Linked DNA regions of Mus musculus: regions 2 and 3 are each linked to region 1. A link is a contact called in public HiChIP or PLAC-seq data. All regions are on one chromosome and are shown on one strand. Each heading gives the region's core, a stretch centred on a gene start, on an enhancer-like site or on the middle of the called end of the contact. The rest is flanking DNA. Distances are from core to core; before and after follow the strand shown. Region 1 holds the start of Cdca7 (cell division cycle associated 7). Region 2 has its middle 13 kb from the start of Gm39850. Region 3 has its middle 30 kb from the start of Gm39850.

Evidence for each region. HiChIP or PLAC-seq counts read pairs in DNA pulled down with a chosen protein or histone mark.
Region 2: an H3K4me3 HiChIP or PLAC-seq map of embryonic forebrain shows a contact between it and region 1, with 4 times the contacts expected there. The contact joins the enhancer-like site here to the promoter of Cdca7 in region 1. A contact is called at or near these places in 11 of 39 promoter capture datasets (the 3T3-L1 cell line, cranial neural crest, embryonic stem cells and 8 more), 1 of 484 Hi-C or Micro-C datasets (embryonic stem cells), 11 of 115 datasets of contacts at active chromatin or transcription factors (bone marrow-derived macrophages, craniofacial prominence, embryonic basal ganglia and 7 more) and 1 of 9 other capture datasets (embryonic stem cells).
Region 3: a contact with region 1 is called in an H3K4me3 HiChIP or PLAC-seq map of bone marrow-derived macrophages, with 5 times the contacts expected there. The contact joins the enhancer-like site here to the promoter of Cdca7 in region 1. A contact is called at or near these places in 9 of 39 promoter capture datasets (the 3T3-L1 cell line, cranial neural crest, embryonic stem cells and 4 more), 12 of 115 datasets of contacts at active chromatin or transcription factors (astrocytes, bone marrow-derived macrophages, craniofacial prominence and 9 more) and 1 of 9 other capture datasets (pancreatic islet).

The regions. Positions count from the first base shown.
Region 1 is chr2:72,474,781-72,477,562 of GRCm38.p6, reverse strand. It overlaps Cdca7 (cell division cycle associated 7), which reads right to left and starts at 1,344. Exons shown (of 9, transcript NM_025866.3): 1 at 1,252-1,344. The coding sequence starts at 1,272.
Region 2 is chr2:72,994,283-72,997,158 of GRCm38.p6, reverse strand. No RefSeq gene overlaps it. Among named protein-coding and RNA genes, the nearest start is that of Gm39850, 13 kb to the left of the region's middle. Within about 2 kb of position 1,313, at least 221 of the 459 cell types and tissues checked have an H3K27ac peak or open chromatin away from gene starts, as enhancers often do. A contact at or near this core is called in bone marrow-derived macrophages, craniofacial prominence, embryonic forebrain and 8 more, where this site is marked.
Region 3 is chr2:73,037,073-73,039,957 of GRCm38.p6, reverse strand. No RefSeq gene overlaps it. Among named protein-coding and RNA genes, the nearest start is that of Gm39850, 30 kb to the right of the region's middle. Within about 2 kb of position 1,432, at least 137 of the 459 cell types and tissues checked have an H3K27ac peak or open chromatin away from gene starts, as enhancers often do. A contact at or near this core is called in bone marrow-derived macrophages, embryonic stem cells, extraembryonic endoderm stem cells and 2 more, where this site is marked.

The DNA.
Region 1 (2,782 bases), core at 95-2,594:
TTCTCTACACTCTACTAATCAATTTAACTCCATGTCAGCCTCAGGGGAGGCAGTCAATCAAAAGCCATCAGGAAAAGAGGCTAATCTTTAACAAGCCAGGACAGGCCAACGGTCAGTCATTCACCAGGCAAGTATGTCTTCGATGGAAAAGACACACAAAAAAGGAGAGCCAAAGGTCGTGCCTGGGGTGAACTTTTTTGGCAGATGTAACTCTTAATTCTGTTTACGGTGAGTGTTCTTTGACGGCAGATTTGGTACTGATGTTCGCTTAATTCTTTGCAGCGACGTTACCATCACTTAAATAAGTAAGAAAACTGAAGTGCGGAGAGGTGAAGTCGATTCCTCCAGTCAGGTGTCCAAATATGCACCAAGGCAAGCCAAACTCCAAGCCCATTTCCCCACGCGCGGAGATCCGCTATGAGACCACGACTCCGTCTACCCACTCAGACCTCGCCACAAGGGCCCCCGAACCCGATATTTATTTGAAGCACGTCACTGTCTTCCTTTCCGCCCATCCCCCCACTCTTCAACCCACTCCAGGGCAGGACATAAGTTCTGGCTTCCGTTGGAGCAAAAAGAGTTACGTTCCAGCTCGCAGCTGCAAGCCGGGAAGAAAAGGGTGGGACGGGTGGGGAGTTGGGGGACGCAGGGAAGGTTACTAAACGGTCGCGGCACACGACTTGCATCGCTGGGCCCCAAAATTGCATCTGACCACAGCCTAGGACTAAAACAATACCTCCCCCCACGTGCACAACCCAAGTTCTCAAGAAATGCTCACAAGGCCATCTACGCTAAACCCGCAGATCCAGAGTGGTTAGAAGGGGACGCAGAGCAAAAGAGGATCGATCCCAGGGCCACTAGTGCACGCGTAGGTAACAACGCACTCGCCGCCAGCGGGTCGTGCAGGGTGAGGTCCCAGAAGGTGGAAGGCTGGGATACGACCGCCAGACAGGATGGCCAGCGGCGAGTCCCAGGCCTCCGCGCGCACGTGGAGCATGAGCGCCCGTGCCGCAGGTTCCGGGAACGCTGGCAACTCCGTGCGCGCCGGCGGGCGCATCACCTTGGCCTTGAGTTATCCTGGGTGCAAAGATTATAAGAAAATCGATCTGTGATTTCCCTCAACCTGGCGACAATCAGGAGCGCGTGGGACAAGTGAGCGGAGCTAACCCGCGGAGTCGGAGGGAAGTGGCCCGGACCCGCCCGTGTCTAGCACCCACCAACCCCGCCCCGGTGCACCCGGCCGGGCCTCACCCGCGCGCGGCGAGCCTCCATGTTGGCGGCGGGTACCCAGGCACTCGGAACGGGGATAGTTCGTCGGAACACACCAGCACTCAGAGCCCGAACAACCCGAGCTCCGGGACAGAGGCGGGGCGCGCACTCCGCCGCCGGAGGGGCGGGGCCACCGGCTTTCCCGCGCCGGGACGCAGGTCCTGCCAGCTAAGATGACCTCTTTAGCGGTACCCGAAGCGTCCCAGCTCTGGAAAAAAATAGAAGCGGTTCTCGTGGTTGTAATAACCTTGAGTGTCCTCGGAAACTGCTGAATGTTCTATGAAACAGTGGCGTTGTGGGAACTCAGTGCCACTGGCTTTTTATGAAGCTGCGCGGTCCTGGGAAGTGGCGCGAAAGTGGCTGCCGAGGTCCTGAGACTGGCCGTCTGATTTGCATACAAAACGGGAGATTGTAAGGCTGGTAGAGCCTCTTACTGCGTTCACACTTTCGCTGTAGTTTAATCTCTTAAAAATGTTAAAGAACAGAACGGGGATACCACCCACAAATATCTGAGAGCATAGCACCTCTTATCTAGCAACCACACCACTATCTATATGTAGTCAATAGACCAGTTAAGTCCTGTTGCTTCAAGAAAGATTCCGGCGTGGGTTTAAAAATAGCCCTTCAGTTGAGTAAAGCCTCTCCGAAGGGTAAAAGTCTTTAGAGCTTTATCTTTCGGAGATAAAAGCTGCAGGCGATTACACTGTGGATTGTCCATTTTTCTCCAGGCAAAATTGGGAACAACCAGAGCTAGTTAGAAGATCTTTCTTTCTTTCTTTCTTTCTTTCTTTCTTTCTTTCTTTCTTTCTTTCTTTCTTTCTTTCTTATAGCCCTTCTCACTAAGACCGGCACAGGGATGAAACGAGGCTCCCCTGTTTTTAAAGAGTAAAACACAGGGGGAAAAAAAAAAACCCAAACAGCAACGACCGAAAAACCTTGGGTGCTTTTTAAAAGAGCTTTAATTATAATCATAGATTTAAAACATTTCTTGAAGTGTAAGCATTCCCCCTTATTTCAAAACTTTTCTCTTAGTATTGATGTTGCCACAGTCCTTTTCTGTGAAGAGAGCATGCGCAACACACACACACACACACACACACACACACACACACCTCTCTAGGTACTGACCATAAAGACATAAATAACCGAGGAAGACAATGGATTGGAAGGAGCTGCCCAGGGGTCACCCTCCCTCTGTGCTAGAGACAAAGAACTCCAGTCTCCAACTTAGGCATCAAGAGAAGCAGCTAATTGATTTGTTTGGCAAAATTCCTGGTAGCAGCCAGGAGTTCAACCAACACTTGTTGGATGAATAAGTATGTGGATGGAGACCTAAAATTGTCCTTAGTACAATGTTCTTGTGAATATGGTTTGTGCAAGTAGAACTGACCATGTGAGGTCACAGAACGAAGGGGGCATCCGGGCCACTTTGCCTGGGTAATGTTCTACACTGAGCATTTTTACTCTTCTTGGAACAGGCTTGTCTCTCTGTGCTCCTGCATTTCTTTTTCAA
Region 2 (2,876 bases), core at 64-2,563, 520 kb before region 1:
TCTCTTTCAGAACAGAGCTCCCATAATCCGATGGGCGGACTCTTTCACGAAGCTCCTATATTAATAGCTGTATTTTAGTCCCTCCCAACCTCTGTCCCAGCTTGGTCTGTGCTTTATGAGACATTTCCCTGAGGTGTGTCCATGCTGCGAGACGTACACATCTGCACCAGGACACAACATGCTTGGTGCTCTGTGTCCCTCACAAAAGGCATGATGGTTTATATACCTACGTTCACAACCAAGTAAAAAGAAAAGAGAGGAAAACAGTGGGTGATAGTACCTGCCTAGTATTTCCTAACCAGGTAAATTAATAGAGCAGACCACCATCCGTTATAAGGAGTGTATTTTAAGTGCAGCGTGGGCAAGGAAATGTGGTTAGTTGTTTTCATAGAAAGTAGAAAGGCCTAGCAAGTCTAAATGATTTATAATTAATCAGTTCTCTCATCTGATAATGAGGTAAATGTGTTATATTGGAAACTGAGGTAGAAAGAAGACGGACAAGACAGACTTCCTCCTCCCCTCAGAGGCTATAATTAGGAGAGATATGATATGCATATTCCTAGCGAAAGCATTAGGGAAAGGTGAGGTGTCCCAAGGATTGCAGTGATTTCAGGAAGGAGACACTGGGTTTTGGCTGGGGAGGAGGCAGAAGCTTTGGAATCAGGCTTGGAGTGTGTGGTGGGGGTGGGGAATCCATATTTCTCATGTAACTGTTGTCTTGGCAGGTTAAGGTAAAAATCATATTCACGGGAAGGGCAGCATTATTATCTGGCTAATTCCTGCCATAGAAACATTTACATGATCTTACAAAAATCTATTCACTAATGTTTTTTTTTGGCAGCCACCAGGGCAGTCATTGTTAATTGTCACACTCTCCTTATAACCTGAGGAAACTCACAGAAAAGGAGACACACACCCTCAGTAAGCTGTGTGTTGTTCCAGGGATTCATAGATCCCTGGGCCTGTTCTTGAACTGCCCAGGGTCTGTGGTCATTATTAAGAAGCCCTGACAGCAGGCAGCCCCTAAAGTATGAAAGCGTTCACCGAGCAGGCTCAACCCTAGAGTCTTGGAGCTTATTTGCTCTGAACGTTTAACACGCCTGTGAGGTCTAATGTGTACAGCTAGTCCAAGGGCTGAGTCTGACGCTGAAGTGGTGTCATTGGCTCCTGTGCACCTCTGGGTGGACAGGGACCAGGAGACAGAGAGTGAGAGAACATGAGAGTGAGGGCTTTCGAAAAGGAGGGACATACTTGTGCAGGAAGCCATTGTTTTTCAAAGTTTCCCTGGTGACTCTGAAAACTGAGTCCCCACACCCACTGCCTCAGGATGTTATTTTCTGTGAGCCTCCTCCATCCCTCCTGCAGAGAGACTTCTGGCAAGTCCCTCAGACATGCCCAGACGCATTCTGTATGCTGGCCTGGAGCCCAGCTTCAGCCTGGGCTGCAATCCTCCTGTTCCCCTTGCATGCTGCATTAATATTGAAAGTGGATGGCAACTTGAGGTCCCCGGCAAGGGAATGAAGGCAGCTGACATGCTCAAGGAAATATGTCTGTAATGCAGTTTTACCGAGCCAGATCTGGGCCGGGGCCTTCTGCAGTCGGTCAGGGGTGCAACCTGGGGTTCCTGGAGGAATGTTAGAGTGTTTCTAATTTGTTGCTTTAGAATTAGACCCACTTCTAGGACAATGTACTAAGTGACACAAGTCAGGCATAGAAAGAGAACTACTGTGTGATCTCACATGTAAGTGAGGATGCTGGTCAAATAGAAAGGGAAGAATGCTGGTTATTAGGGGCTGAGGCAGGAAGAGGAGGGGAGACACTGGCTAAAGTGTACAAAGTCTCGATTAGATTGATTAGATGGGTTAAGTTAAGGCTCACTGTACAGTACGGTGACTTATTAATAACAAGGACTGCTTACTTGAAGATTGCCAAGACAGTAGATTTCAACATTTTTTTTTAAGACAGGGTTTCTCTGTGTAGCCCTGGCTATCCTAGAACTCACTCTGTAGACCAGGCTGGCCTTGAACTCAGAAATCCACCTGCCTCTGCCTCCCGAGTGCTGGGATTAAAGGCGTGCACCACCACTGCCAGGCTCAACATTTTTTTTTTTTCCGAGACAGGGTTTCTCTGTATAGCTCTGGCTGTCCTGGAACTCACTTTGTAGACCAGGCTGGCCTCGAACTCAGAAATCCGCCTGCCTCTGCCTCCCGAGTGCTGGGATTAAAGGCGTGTGCCACCACGCCCAGCTTCAACATTTTTTATTACATTAGAAAAAACTAATCTGGGGCCTGGTGAGATGGCTCAGCCGGTAAGAGCACTGACTGCTCTTCAGGAGGTCCTGAATTCAAATCCCAGCAACCACATTGTGGCTCATGACCATCCGTAGTGACATATGACACCCTCTTCTAAAGACAGCTACAATGTACTTACATATAATAAACAAATTCTTTTTAAAAAAAGAAAAAAGAAAAAACTAATCTATGTGTGTGTGTGTCCTTCACTTCTTCCACCATGCTGGGGTTCGGGGGGGAGGAGGGCTTAGCTCATTAGTCTTAGCAACAAGTACCTTTCTCCACTGAACCATCTTGCCAGTTCTATGTCTTAATATTTTAAGTGTTCTTAGTTACTTAAAAAAGGATAAATATATAAGGTAATACATATGTTAGTTTATTTACTCATTATCATACCATGATATATACATATTTCAAAACATGATGGTATACACCATTAGTATATACATTTTGATCAGTTTGTGTTTCTTCTTTTTTTTTTTTTTAGGTATTTTCCTCGTTTACATGCCACATTTTTTTTTTTTTTTTTTTTTTTTTTTTTGTGACAGGATCTCTCAATGAATCTGGAGCTTGCTGTTTTGGTTA
Region 3 (2,885 bases), core at 183-2,682, 560 kb before region 1:
TTTGTTTTTGTTTTTTTTTTTTATAAATAAGCTAAAATACAGTAGTCTGATGAAATTATAGTCATCACAGAAATTATAATTGAAACAGTGAGATCTTTTCCTAGAGATGTCAGCACATACTATTATCATAGAGTGTGTGTGTGTGGTTGTGTGTGTGTGTGGGGGGGGGTATAGCGTAGGATATGAGTATGGTATATATACTGAGCTCATAGAGGCCAGATAAGACATCCCTACCCTGGTCCTAACCCTGAGAAGTTAATGTGATAGTGTGTGCAGGAGGCCTGAAGTTCCAGGCACCCTAATAGGAGATCAGTCCAAGCTGCTGGAAGGACAATGAGTAAGGACAGGCATGGTTCAGGGTCAAAGTGCACATAGCCTAGGCTCTGGAGGTTCTGTAGTAAACCATCCAAGATCCTGTTACCCTGTTTTACCCCATTTAACCGAGGGTTTCCTAATCATTTCCTTTCTCATTATTTTGACACCCAGTATTTGATGTTTGATTTTGTAACATCCCTCTCCCCAGATATATTTTAGTAAAATTGCAGCAAGCTAGGTTTTGTTTTTTTTTTTTTTTTTTTTTTTTTTTGACAGTGAACTAACAGCATCGTGGTTTAAGACAATTTTGCAAGAATGTTTGGACAGTCCAGTGGACTCCTGGTTTCTCCCTGTGTCAAAATCAGCTTGGGAAAACCACTGTCGAAGCGATGCAGTCCTGCTGTTTTTCTCTTCTGTTTTCTCTTTTCTTTTCTTCTTTCTTTCTTTCTTTTTTGCACAGATCTCTGATGATGAGGTGATGGCTTATATTTGTAATTTGTATGCTATTAACTGTTTGTTACAGAATGCATTATCTCAGTTTCCCCCATAGCAACTCTAAGTACAGGGAACTTACTCTGTTATGGGACTTCCAGCGCGCGCGCGCGCGCGCGCGCGCGTGTGTGTGTGTGTGTGTGTGTGTGTGTGTGTGTGAGAGAGAGAGAGAGAGAGAGAGAGGCAGACAGACAGACAGACAGACAGAGACAGAGAGAGGTGATGTGTTTCTTTGATCACATTATCTAGGTTTCCCATTGTAGTTAAGTTAGAATGTTGCCTGTAAATTCCTATCGGGACTTTGTTCTCCATTCCTCAAACTAGTAATCATTCCTGTCACTGTCTGAGGACAATGAAGCCTTGAGGACCCCAGGAAAAAATGTTAACCAGGGTTCTCAGTCATCGACAGCTCGCAGCACACGGCAGGGCCATCATGGGGCCACACAGAAGCACCAAGAAATCCTTCACATTGTGCAATGGGGTCTGACTTCTCCCCATTGGTCCAGGTCTTCATGCTCTTTCCACGTCCGCCCAACTGCGTCACGTTTTTTCAGGGAGTGTGTGTGTGGGGGGAGGGGGGGGCTGCATACTACCGCAGATATTCCCGTTGGCTGGGAGGCGCCCCTCCTGTGCTTGGCTCATCTTGCCTTGGAGCCTCCTCCAGAGCGTGGGGGTGGGCCTGGGCTCAACAAGTCAGTCCCAGGAAGGCGCAGCCCTGACCCTGCGGCCCTCCCTGCTGGGAGCTCCGGGGTGGGGCGAGACCCAGGGAGGACAGCGCCTAGGACAGGTCAGCTCAAGCCAGCCCTGTGGTGCACACAGCTGGGGGCGACGGGACCCTACTGGGCTGTGGGCTGAGTGAGGTCAGGCCCCGCCTTAGAAAACACAGATCAAGAGTATTCCTGGGGTTTTGTTATGAAAGGTCTGGGTGGGTGGGTGGTGGGTCAGATTCTTTCATCAACCCTTCCAAAAAGTCCCTTCTTCTGAAAGTGGGTCTTGCTTCATAACTAGAGGAAGGGGACTGTGGAAATACGTCCTTAGTGGTGCTCGCTGGAGTGAACACCCATGAAGGATGAGGGTCTTAGGCTCCGGCATCGCTCTCTCCTAAGTTCCATGTTGGGGGTGTGAAGTTTGAAGTACCTGCAGAGGCACTGACTGTTCTGCTGAGGTCCACAAGGCCTGTGATTCACAGCAAAGCTCAGTCTTGCATCGTGACTGAAGTGCTGAGGTTGTCAGACTGCTCCAGAGAGCGCCGGCTGTTCCTGCCCTGCCCTTGGAGATACTGAGATTCGTTGTTAGAGAAACACACTCTCCTCTTACCCCTCACTCACTGCTTCTGAGTCCAGATTGCAGACTCGGAAGTTTGTTTCTAGTGACAAAGGATTGGATGCTTCCTCATTGCCTCGGGACATCACACAGAAGTCACAGTTAACAGCCCACCTCTGGAGAAAGACTTTAGGAGTCAAATCGGAGCTCTGGTTCACACTAATTCTCAGCCCTTCCTGGAAGTTACTCATTCCCCTGTTATCAAGTGAGGAGAGTAAAAATAGTGCCTACCTCACAAGCTTTACTGGAAGGTTAACCGGAATGATTCAAGTAGAGTTTATTTAGAGTTTTAGACTGTTTTGCAATGCGATAACTGCATTACCGGGTAGTTTATAAGAGAAGAGGGGCTGGTCTGCCCAAGGTTCTGAAAGATGTGAAGCCACAGGCATGTTGCAAGAGACTGAGAGCTGTGTCACTCCATAGCAGAAGGCATAAGGACAAAACAAGAGAATAGAGGAACACCAGGGTCTGGCTCAGTTTTATATCACAACGCTTCTTATGGTAACCCCTTTTCCGAGATAAGGACATTCATCCATTCGTAAAGGCACAACCTCCACACCTAATCCCTTATTTGGCCCTGGCTCCTAAGACAAAATGGTCATGAAAAGCTCACAGATATCGAGAGAAAGGTTTTTATAGGAATTTCAGAGTTATGGAAAATTCTTTACCAGGCAAGATGGATTGAAGAAAACAATATGTGAAGTGCCTTGCTAATTTAGAGGTACACAAATGCGTTTACCATGTATAGAAGTCTC